Linked DNA regions of Rattus norvegicus: all the other regions are linked to region 1. A link is a contact called in public Hi-C data. All regions are on one chromosome and are shown on one strand. Each heading gives the region's core, a stretch centred on a gene start, on an enhancer-like site or on the middle of the called end of the contact. The rest is flanking DNA. Distances are from core to core; before and after follow the strand shown. Region 1 holds the start of Maf (MAF bZIP transcription factor). Region 2 has its middle 130 kb from the start of Dynlrb2. Region 3 overlaps Wwox (WW domain-containing oxidoreductase).

The links. A called contact is a pair of places that touch in the nucleus more often than the background predicts.
Region 2: a Hi-C map of Schwann cells shows a contact between it and region 1, with 9 times the contacts expected there. The contact joins the enhancer-like site here to the promoter of Maf in region 1. A contact is called at or near these places in 5 of 12 Hi-C or Micro-C datasets (the A7r5 cell line, Schwann cells, kidney and 1 more) and 1 of 1 datasets of contacts at active chromatin or transcription factors (oligodendrocytes).
Region 3: a Hi-C map of kidney shows a contact between it and region 1, with 5 times the contacts expected there. The contact joins the enhancer-like site here to the promoter of Maf in region 1. A contact is called at or near these places in 9 of 12 Hi-C or Micro-C datasets (the A7r5 cell line, Schwann cells, frontal cortex and 5 more) and 1 of 1 datasets of contacts at active chromatin or transcription factors (oligodendrocytes).

The regions. Positions count from the first base shown.
Region 1 is chr19:60,619,410-60,622,741 of GRCr8, reverse strand. It overlaps Maf (MAF bZIP transcription factor), which reads left to right and starts at 1,386. Exons shown (of 1, transcript NM_019318.2): 1 at 1,386-3,330. The coding sequence starts at 1,563. The coding sequence ends at 2,672.
Region 2 is chr19:61,296,310-61,299,973 of GRCr8, reverse strand. No RefSeq gene overlaps it. Among named protein-coding and RNA genes, the nearest start is that of Dynlrb2, 130 kb to the left of the region's middle. Within about 2 kb of position 1,318, at least 2 of the 93 cell types and tissues checked have an H3K27ac peak or open chromatin away from gene starts, as enhancers often do. A contact at or near this core is called in Schwann cells, where this site is marked.
Region 3 is chr19:59,688,813-59,692,341 of GRCr8, reverse strand. The region is part of intron 8 of Wwox (WW domain-containing oxidoreductase); the gene reads right to left. Among named protein-coding and RNA genes, the nearest start is that of Trnal-cag16, 130 kb to the right of the region's middle. Within about 2 kb of position 1,466, at least 19 of the 93 cell types and tissues checked have an H3K27ac peak or open chromatin away from gene starts, as enhancers often do. A contact at or near this core is called in kidney and liver, where this site is marked.

The DNA of each region.
Region 1 (3,332 bases), core at 137-2,636:
CATCTGATCACCTCACTTGCGGAGGGACAAAGAGTTGAGTCAAGTTGGCCCCCGGAGCGTCCGATTCAGGGAAGAAAGGCACTCGGCTCACCCCTCAACGGCCACGAAGGATGCAGAGGGTGAATCAAAGATCGAAAACTGCAAGACGAATGAATACACCTTGTTAGGGTGCGGGACCAGCAGGGGACCAGGGAGTTCTTGGCGGATCGCTCGCTGCAGCGTGAGAGCAGAGGTTCAGTCGGGCAGGCCTCTCTCAAACTCTGAAGAAAGCAAACCTTCCTCCCGGGTCCTACCATCGGATTCCAGCCGCCCTTTTAGTAAACTCTGTCCCTTGGTGCATTAAACTTCGCACGGGGCGGTGGTGGGGGATGTTGCTCCCTGGCTGCGCCCCAGCAGCGGCGCCGCAAGGGTTAAGCCAGCCTGTCCCAGCTGACAGTCAGCTGATTGGGCTGTGATTGACAGCTCCGAAAAGTTTCCTTGTTTCTATACTATTATGCTAATCGCTGCCGCTTTCGCCGCCTCCCATTGGCGGAGAGTGCCAGTCAATTTCCCATTTGAACCTGACGTCACGGGTGCTATAAAACTCAGCAATTGCTTTAAACTCTTCTCGCTGGATCAGAGGCTTTAAAATCTTTTTTCATCTCGGAGCTGTAGCTCGAGCTGCTTGTCCGCTCGGCCTCTCCCCCCACCCTTTTGCTCTCGGCCTTGCCTTGGTCCAGGACTTTGCCATTTTGCTTTAAAGCAAAAAAAGAAAGAAAGAAAGAAAAGAAAAGAAAAACCAAAACCAAAAGAAAAAAAAAAGGGCAAGAAAGAACTAAACTCCCCCCTCCCTTGCCTCCAGCCGGCCTGCACCTCGGTCTTGCACTTTGCACGGAGGGAGAGGGTGAGGAGAGAAAGAGAGAGCGCGCGCGCACGCGAGGGATCCGGAGAGAGAAAAGAAAATAATAATAGTAACCATAAGAGCCAGGCAGAAGAGGAGAGAAGCGTGAAGTGTTAACCACCCCGGTGTGGAGGCCCGCGCCTCCGGGACAGCCACCCGCCGCGCCACACAACCCCGGAGCAGCCGCCGCGCGCGCCCCGCCTGCAGCCCCGACCGGCTTAGGCGAGCCCTCCTTATGCAAAGCGCGCAGCGGAGCGGCGAGCCGGGGACGCCGCGCACCGGGCCGGGCTCCTCCGGCATCCTCTCTGCCGCTGTCATCACCACCGCCACCGCCAGCCGCGGAGGACCTTCCCGAGCCTGAAGCGCCCGGGATCGGAGCTCAGAGAGGCGAGCAGGCGAGGAGGGGGCCCGGGGCGAGCGGGAGAGAGAGAGAGAGAGCAAGAGAGAAAGAGAGAGAGCACATTGGCGTGAGCAGGGGGGAGGGAGGGCGGGCGCGGGGGGCTGCGGGCAGGGCGGGGGGTGTGTGCACGCTCGAGCTTTCGGGCCACAGCCACCGCCGCGCGAGCTAGAAGCGCCCTAGCCCGGCAAGCTGGCTCACCCGCTGGCCACCCAGCACAGCCCGCTGGCCCCTCTCCTGCAGCCCATCTGGCGGAGCGGCGGCGGCGGTGGCGGAGGCAGGAGGATGGCTTCAGAACTGGCAATGAACAATTCCGACCTGCCCACCAGTCCCCTGGCCATGGAATATGTTAATGACTTCGATCTGATGAAGTTTGAAGTGAAAAAGGAACCGGTGGAGACCGACCGCATCATCAGCCAGTGCGGCCGTCTCATCGCCGGGGGCTCGCTGTCCTCCACCCCCATGAGCACGCCCTGCAGCTCGGTGCCCCCGTCCCCCAGCTTCTCGGCGCCCAGCCCGGGCTCGGGCAGCGAACAGAAGGCGCACCTGGAAGACTACTACTGGATGACCGGCTACCCGCAGCAGCTCAACCCGGAGGCGCTGGGCTTCAGCCCGGAGGACGCAGTCGAGGCGCTCATCAGCAATAGCCACCAGCTCCAGGGTGGCTTCGATGGCTATGCGCGGGGAGCGCAGCAGCTGGCCGCGGCAGCGGGGGCCGGCGCCGGCGCCTCCCTGGGCGGCAGCGGCGAGGAGATGGGCCCCGCCGCCGCCGTGGTGTCCGCCGTGATCGCCGCGGCCGCCGCGCAGAGCGGCGGGGCACCTCACTACCATCACCACCACCACCACGCCACGGGGCACCACCACCACCCGACGGCCGGCGCCCCGGGAGCCGCGGGTAGCGCGTCCGCCTCTGCGAGCGGCGCGGGTGGCGCGGGCGGCGGTGGCCCGGCCAGCGCCGGGGGCGGCGGCGGCGGCGGCGGCGGGGGCACGGCGGGGGCGGGGGGCGCCCTGCACCCGCACCATGCCGCGGGAGGCCTGCACTTCGACGACCGCTTCTCGGACGAGCAGTTGGTGACCATGTCGGTGCGTGAGCTGAACCGGCAGCTGCGCGGGGTCAGCAAGGAGGAGGTGATCCGACTGAAGCAGAAGAGGCGGACCCTGAAAAACCGCGGCTATGCCCAGTCCTGCCGCTTCAAGAGGGTGCAGCAGAGACACGTCCTGGAGTCGGAGAAGAACCAGCTGCTGCAGCAGGTCGACCACCTCAAGCAGGAGATCTCCAGGCTGGTGCGCGAAAGGGACGCCTACAAGGAGAAATACGAGAAGTTGGTGAGCAGCGGGTTCCGAGAAAACGGCTCGAGCAGCGACAACCCTTCCTCTCCCGAATTTTTCATGTGAGTGTGACACGCGATCCCAGCTAGCCACCTTGTTAAATGCTCCGTGGGGGTCCGGCTCCTGAGTGGGCTTGCCAGTTTGCAGGGCCACGCTCGCCACCACCTCGCCCCCTCCCCTGGCGAGTTTGCTCCCCTTGGCCCTGCACGCACACACACACACACACACACACACACACACACACACACACACACACACACACACACATACACACACACACACACACAGCAAGCTTGTGGTGGTGGTGGTGGCTCTTTTGAGTTGGGGAGGGAAAGGGTATCTGGCTCATGGATTGCCAACCTGAATTCCCCTGTAACTTGCTAGCTTGGTTGTTTTGGTCTTTTTTATTATTATTATTACTCTTTTTACACCGCCTACCCCACACATACCCTGGACTTGCACAAGGGTCAAAGATCTGAGCAGGATACTTCATGTAGGACATAACTCACCTTTGAACCCGGCCATCAAGCGCCTGTATATTTTTTTTCTTCTTCTTCTTTAGTTCATGAGCTGGTGTTCATTCTCTGTGTGTGTGTTTTTTTATTTTGTTTGGATTTTCTTTTTTCTTCTTTGTTTTTGTTTATTATTACTAATTTTTTTGGAGCTTGCTGTGTTTCCCAGCCTCTGCCCTCCCTCCCTCTGCACCATGTTCTTGAGATAAAAGAA
Region 2 (3,664 bases), core at 69-2,568, 680 kb before region 1:
CGGGCATTGCCACTCTTCCTTAGGGGAGCCTGGAATCTCCAGCCCCTTCCCAGGCCATTTCCGCCAGGATGGAGATTGTTCTCTGAGGCTTTATTGGGCAAAGCACCTTACTGGAGTAGGCCAATATGTTGTTCAGCTGTGCCTACCTGGAGATGGTTCTGGGGAGAACCATCTAGAAGACAGCCCACCAGACATGGCTAACTTTGATCCAGAGCGAGATGAGTCTGGAACTGAGGCTGATGTTGTGGACCCCACACCACCAGGTAGTGTGAATCTTAGGTCTGGGGACAAGGGCATGGCTCTTTTAGAGTTGTCGTTTAGTTTGTTTCTTTGGTGAGATTTCCTCTCTCAATGGCAAGTGAAGAGAGCAGTGTCGTCAGCTGCGACACCAGCACCCAGATTTGTTCAGTGTTTGCATTGGCAGCATGCCCTGACCTGTGTGCTCTCTCCTCGCCCCAGTATCTTATTTCTGGGAGAAAAAAGGGCATAAAATATCACTTACTTGTGATAGTCTGAATCTAACCTCTCTAAATAAGCATGGGTCCCAACCCATAGTGCCCCCAACTCTTCATTTATTTGGAAAAATGAATATTTGTAGAGTGAGTAAGGGTTTTAAGATAGAAGGTAATGAATTGTTTTGGGTTACTGGTGGACTGATATGTTCAAAAGGACCTTGTAAAAACATCAGCAAGGGAGATTCCTCAGGCTCAGGGAGAAGGGAGTGCGAAGACGGGCAAGACGCTCTTAGAAGATTGGGGTGATGTTGCCGGAATATGTGTCACACATGCCAGAAGCCAAAAAAAAGAACAAAAAGAGAAGGGACCGGTTTTCTCTGAAGCCTCCAGAAAGACCCAGAATCACTAAGGATAGATCTTTGGGTTCTAGGAATCCCACACTTTTCTCTTGGAAGCTACTATCTTTTTGGTAATTCGCCACAGCTACGGAAATGAATGCTTGCTGCTGCCATGGTGTTATCAACGTATGGCACGTTGCCGTGTCTGTTTGCTGTCGAACAAGTTCTCAGTGAGCGTTAGCAAGTCATGTCATTTTATTTTGAAGCTAGGGAAAATGTCGGCACAGGATATCAGAATGGTCAGGAGCTTGAGTGGGTGACCTGCCCGGGTCACTGTGATTTGCAAGCTGGACTTCTGTCTTCTCCTCTGGCTGAAGGGATTGAGTAAGTCCTGTCCTGCCTGACTGCCCGGAGTTAAGGGATCAAATGAGTTAAAGAACATGAAAGTGCTCTTGCACAGCACCCGTGTAAACTGTTAAGCTGTAGTCACAAAAGCTGGCACCAAACTGAGGCAGCCTCAGAGAGGGCCAGCCTGTAGCTTTGTTACCCGGGTGAGGTCATCCCTCTGGGCTTTTGTTCTTGCCTCTCTGAGCGCATTTGCTGCCCCCCAACTTGGCCCCTTAAGCCCTGCCTGGAACCCCACACACAAAGCTCCAAAGGTCCCAGCAGTCCCCGAGCCTCCCTTAGGGCATATTTCCTTTGGTTTCTATTTTTAAAAATTATAAACAATAGATAAGTATGTAGATAAGTAGATAGACAACAAGGTACTGTTTACTAGTGATGCCTCGCAGAGCTGAAGTAAACTGAGCACCATCGCTTCACTACACCGAAAGTGCCTCATGTTTCCGATGAGTATCTTTTAGCCCAGAGACCCAGTGTCAGGGTGTCAACCTAGATGAGAACAAGTCAACCCTTGCCAAAGGCTTGCCTGTGGTGAATCCATCTGTGAAGATACCCAGCCTCCTGGGAGAGCTGCTGGTACAGCTGAAGCGGGCCCAGGAAAGCACTCAGGAAGGAAGTGAGGGGTAATCATGCTGATATGTTGACTTGCTTTGTCTTCTCCTAGCATTGTCTCCTTGTTACTGCACTTATTTTGATGGGTGAATGAACAGATGGGATATATCGTGTGTATATACATGCATGACTCTGGGTTCTTGTCCCATACGCTAATGATGTTCCCTGGGAGCTGTCTACTTTACTGTCACCATCATCATCGTTATCATCATCAACAACAACAACAACAATTTGTGTGTGTATGTGTGTGTGCTCATGCTTATTCATTCTGCTGCTTCTGGAAGTCAGATTGACGTTAAGTATCTTCCTCTGTTACTAATGTGTGTGCGTGGTGTGTGTGTGTGTGTGTGTGTGTGTATAATTTATGTGTATGTGTACACGCATGTGTGTGTATATATATAATTTATGTGTATGTGTACATGCATGCATGTGTGTATATATATATAATTTATGTATATGTGTCGTGTGTGTGTATATATATAATTTATGTGTATGTGTACATGCATGTGTGTGTGTGTGTGTGTATGTGTGTGTTTGTGCACACACGTGTGTGTGCCATGTGAGTGCAGGGATCTTCAGAGGCCACAAGAGGGCGTTGGATTCTCTGGAGCTAGAGTTACCTCAGATGCCTGATGTGGGTGCTAGGAACTGAACTCAGGTTCTCTGTAAGAACAGCAATTAAGTAAATGTTTCAAAGTGCTGAGTCATTACTCCAGTCCCCATCTGCCTTTTAACTTTTGGGGGTCCACATCCCTCATGGAATCCAGCAGAAACACCAGAAAGAGACTAGTTGGCCAATGAGCCTCCTGGATCCATCTGTCTCTCTCCTCCACGTAGTACTGGGTCACCGATATATACCACCCTGCTTGGCTTCTACAGGAAGAACTCAGGTCCCCATGCTTGCACAGAGGACTTTTTACTTACTGAGCTGTCTCCCCAGCCCTTTACCCTGGGGTTCAGGTAGGCTGGCTGGGCAGTGAGCTCCAGGGGACCTGCCTGTCTGCCTGAAGCCATTTGAACCAGGATTACAGAGCAGTGTTCCTACACCTTGTGTTCCATGAGGTGAGGATTGAACTTGGGTCCTCATGCTTGTTCGGCAAACACTTGGTCAATGGAGCCATCTCCTCAGACATGTCCAAACGTGTGCATTGTGAGGACAGCCAGCCCTCAGCTGGAGAACCCTGCCGAGTCCTCCAGTTTGTTTGTTTGGGCCCTGCTTACCCACTGCAAAGTAAAGGGCTTCATTCGACTGTATTCATTCATTAAAAATATTATTAAAAATAGTCATTGAAAACCCATCCCGTTTCAGGCCATGTGTTGGGCCTCAGGGAAAGGGTGCTGAGCACACTGTAAGGTAGTTTGTTAGAGCTAAGAGGACAGAGAACCTGAAAGACAGGTGCTCTGAGTTGGGCACCTATTTAAAGTCTCCATGTGTCTAGGTTTGGCTCCAAGTCTTCGCAGTGGAACTCTCCTCAGAGCCAGCATGCCTTACTCCGGTCTTGAGCCCCAACTCTACCTCTATCGGCAAAGATTTCTTGAGCACTGATCAAGGGACAGACTTTGGGTAAGGATTGCTACTTGCTGTTTAGTAAAAGAGTTCAGTGTGAGGAGAGGCAACTGCTTGGCTACCACAGTCAGACTTCCCTTCTGCCTGATCCCCAACTACTCCCTGTTATCCTCCATGGGCTTTTCCCTCCCTCCCCCTCCTCTTTCCCCTCCCCTCCTTTTTTTTTTAGATTTTTATTTATTTTATGTATATGAGTACACTGTCACTCTCTTCAGACACCAGAAGAAGGCAAAAGATCCCATTACAGATGGTTGTGAGCCACCATGTGGGTGCTGGGACTTGAACCCAGG
Region 3 (3,529 bases), core at 217-2,716, 930 kb after region 1:
TTGTTTGTTGCTTTTCCCAGGTTTATCTGTGGCCCTGATGGTCAGTTGCTTAAAATAAACACCCATGGTTTCTCGGCATAACTCATACTTTGAATTTAAAATGAGATCTATAGTGCTTGGTCAAAATTTTTAATTTATTTTTTATCATGTGTGTGTGTTTTGTGTGTGTGGTGTGTATGTGTGTATGTGTGGTGTGTGTATGTTTTGTGTGTGTGTGGTGTGTATGTGTATATGTGTGGTGTGGCGTGTGGTGTGTGTGTGTGTGCTGTGTAGATGCCTGTAGAGACCAGAAGAAGATGTCAGAGTTCCTGGAGCTAGAGTTACAGGTGGTTATGTGCTGCCTAATATGGGTGCTGGGAACCAAATTTGGGTCTTTTGAAAGAAAAGCAATAAGTACTCTTAATGCTGAACCATCTCTCCAGTCTTTGCTTTTTTCTTTAGTATAGTTTTATATTTGTGTTTGTGTTTGTGTGTGTGTGTTTGTGTGTGTGCATGTGTATGTGTGTGTTGTATTGTGTGTATGTACATGTGTGCAAGTAATGCTCACACATATCTGAGTGTGGAGATTAGAAGTCAACATTAGGAATCTTCCCCTACTACTCTCTCTATATGACCCCCCCACCTCTTTGAATCAGGATGTGGCATTTCAGTTGAGTTGGCTGACAGGAACCCTAGGATCTGTCCCTACATCCCCAAAGCTAAAGTTACTAAGCTAAAGTGCTCAGCTTTCTTAAAGGGGTTCTGGAGATCTGAACTCAGGTCCTCATGCTTATTCAGCAAGCAATTTACCGCCTGAGCCACCTCCCCGATCCTTAGAAAATGAATTTATATTTAGACATTATTACTATTAATTGTTTCTTTAAAAACAGAGCAACCATGGAGAAATCACTAATGTTCTCTTTTATCAGCACATGGACTAGTGCAGCCAATACATTTGCTCACTGTTGGGTGGATGGGTAGCAATACTATCAGGGCTGACCTCTTCATCCGAGATCACGTTGTCCTTGTTAGAAGAATCTTGCTTCTCCTCTGTGTTCAACAGTGGTATAGAACAGACAGGGCCCGAGTCTTACCATAAAACAGGCCTCTGGTAAATTATAATTACTCAGCTCCTAGCTTCTAACAGGAGCCAGCTGGTGAATGTGACATTGCTGGAGCTAGACAGGTGTGGCAGTGAAACACATGGTCTCACTGGTTTCAGGGCATTCGGGTAGGACTGAGGAGATTCTGAGCACCTCCTCTGAGGAAAGAATAAAAAAGAGAGAACACTCAGTTTCTGTTTCATTTTGGTCTTCTCTTTCTCAGGTTAAAATGAAGTTTTATGAGTACAGAAGAGAGACTTCTGCCTTGACAGAGTAGCTAAGTCACTGAGCAGACTTTCCTCTGAAGCAAAAGCGATATACAATGTTGATGTGTGCCAAGAACTCACTTGGGCACTGGGCCAAGAGAACCCGGCCTGTCAGTTGTCCACGGGGAACTAGAGAGCAGGGAGGCCAAGTACGTTTGGAGAGATGCCTTACAGTTCCGAGGCAGTCTTTTCACGTCCACAGAAGCTCCTGCCCCCAAACTTGAAGTCTCTTGTTTCTGGCTCTGGGAAGCTGCTGTTGGCGAAGACATACCTCTCAGGCACAAACTAACATGATACTCAAGCAGACCCTGTGGTGTGAGGGTCTGGAAGGGGTAAACCTTCCTACCGGAAGACCATCTCTTGTCTCTTGCATTCAACCAAAGTAATGTGGTCCACAGAGCCAATCCTTGTCTGTCTCCCAATCATGTTGCTCGTGATTGAAGAAAAGCTGGATCTGCACCCGGATTCCCACCCCCACAGCCCTGGAGTCCTCTCTAACCACTCTCTACAAAATCAGTTCATCTGGGTAATTTTTAAAGCGCAGCACGTGGGCCAGCTGGAATTAGTTGCCTCTTCCTGGCCAAATGCTTGGGGCTCCTGCCAGCCTTCAGTCTACATGCTGTGTGTGCTAGCAAGATCTGGAAGGAATGTCCAGGACTGGGAAGGAGGGTGTTGCTGACCACAGGACCTGCAACTTCCCTAGGCTGGAGCAAAAAAGAAGCCTCGCCATTTTCAGCAAGCTACTGAACTCTGTCAGCCAGTGATCCTCTGGGTTATCTAGCTTCCTAGTCACTGGCTTCTAGGTTAAAAGCGCCCATCCCAAGTCCTTAAAAAACGATTTTCCAGGGAAGGTGTTGGGAGGATGTGTAAGCTTATTTATGTTGCTCTCATCCAGTACAGGTCTGATAGGAGAGCCACTGGACAGGACCTACCTAGCAGGATGCTGCCTTCCTTCTAGAAAACAGGCTACTTACATAAGGTGTGGCACAGCCGGAAGTTGCCTTGAACGCTTGGCAAGTGTTTTCATTTAGAAAGAAATAATATAAACAGAAGTGCACAATATTCTGTCTGCTTCCTCACTCCAGCCACAGGGAAGGCAGATAATTAGACTTCATTTACAATCCAGGAGCTTTCAGAAATAAGGCCTGTGTTTTTTTTATTTTTTTAGATCTCTTACCTTTGAAGTTCTAGTGATTGGGGTGGAGAGCTGCCTTGTGTGAGATGTTCCTGGCCTATTATTTTTGGGGGAGTTGGAAAAAAAATCAGGGACAATAATAGCCCTTCACAGAGGAGACGGGATTGTGTTCAACACACCATTTATCTCCTTTTGGACACAAAAGCATATGTGCAAATATGTCCATTTATACATTCTTCTTCTGGGGGCCTACAACTCGTCTGAGTCATTATTCATATTAATTAATGTGTGTTTGGTTTCTAAACTGCTGGGCTTAAGAACTCAAGTTGAGATGTGCTAGGAAAGTCGATACCCCAGCACTGCCTGTGACAGGATAGGGGTGGGGGGTAGGGGTGGAGCTAATGGGCTGGATCCAGCCTTCCAATGAGGTGACAGGAGCTTCACACATCTGGGACAAAGCAATAAGCCCCATGACGGGCCTTTCACTTGCTGTTTGGAGATTGGCATTCATTCTTCCACCTCCTGGTTTCACAGAGAGGTTTCAGGATAAACTGGGTCATATTTCATAAATTCTGAGTGTTCAAAGAAGGGGAAAATGATAGTATTACTGAAACACAATTCTGTCTACACAATTCTGTCTTCTTGAAAGACCAGCCCTCTGTGCCTGTTAAGGCAGTTCATCAACCAAGCAAGCACTGGGCATGAGAGCCAGGAAAGGGAGCTGAGTAAGGAAGCATGAGAAAAGACCAGAAGATGTTTGTGAATGCTCTCCAAATATTCCAGGTAGACAAATGTGTTTCAAGACACTGATCTTGCTAATAAACATTATTTCATAGAATAATTTAGTGTACATATGTGGATTTTAGGGAGCACTTTCTGTAAGAATTTCCTGGAAAAATAAAAGCAACCTTTCTGCTCACTGTTTTAAAACTTTTACCCGCTTCCCCCAAAGAGCTATTTCCAAATACAACCTAGAGATATATTTTATTTCAGTTTTACACAGATGCATCTCCACACACCTGCTATTCTGGTTATTTATTAACCAT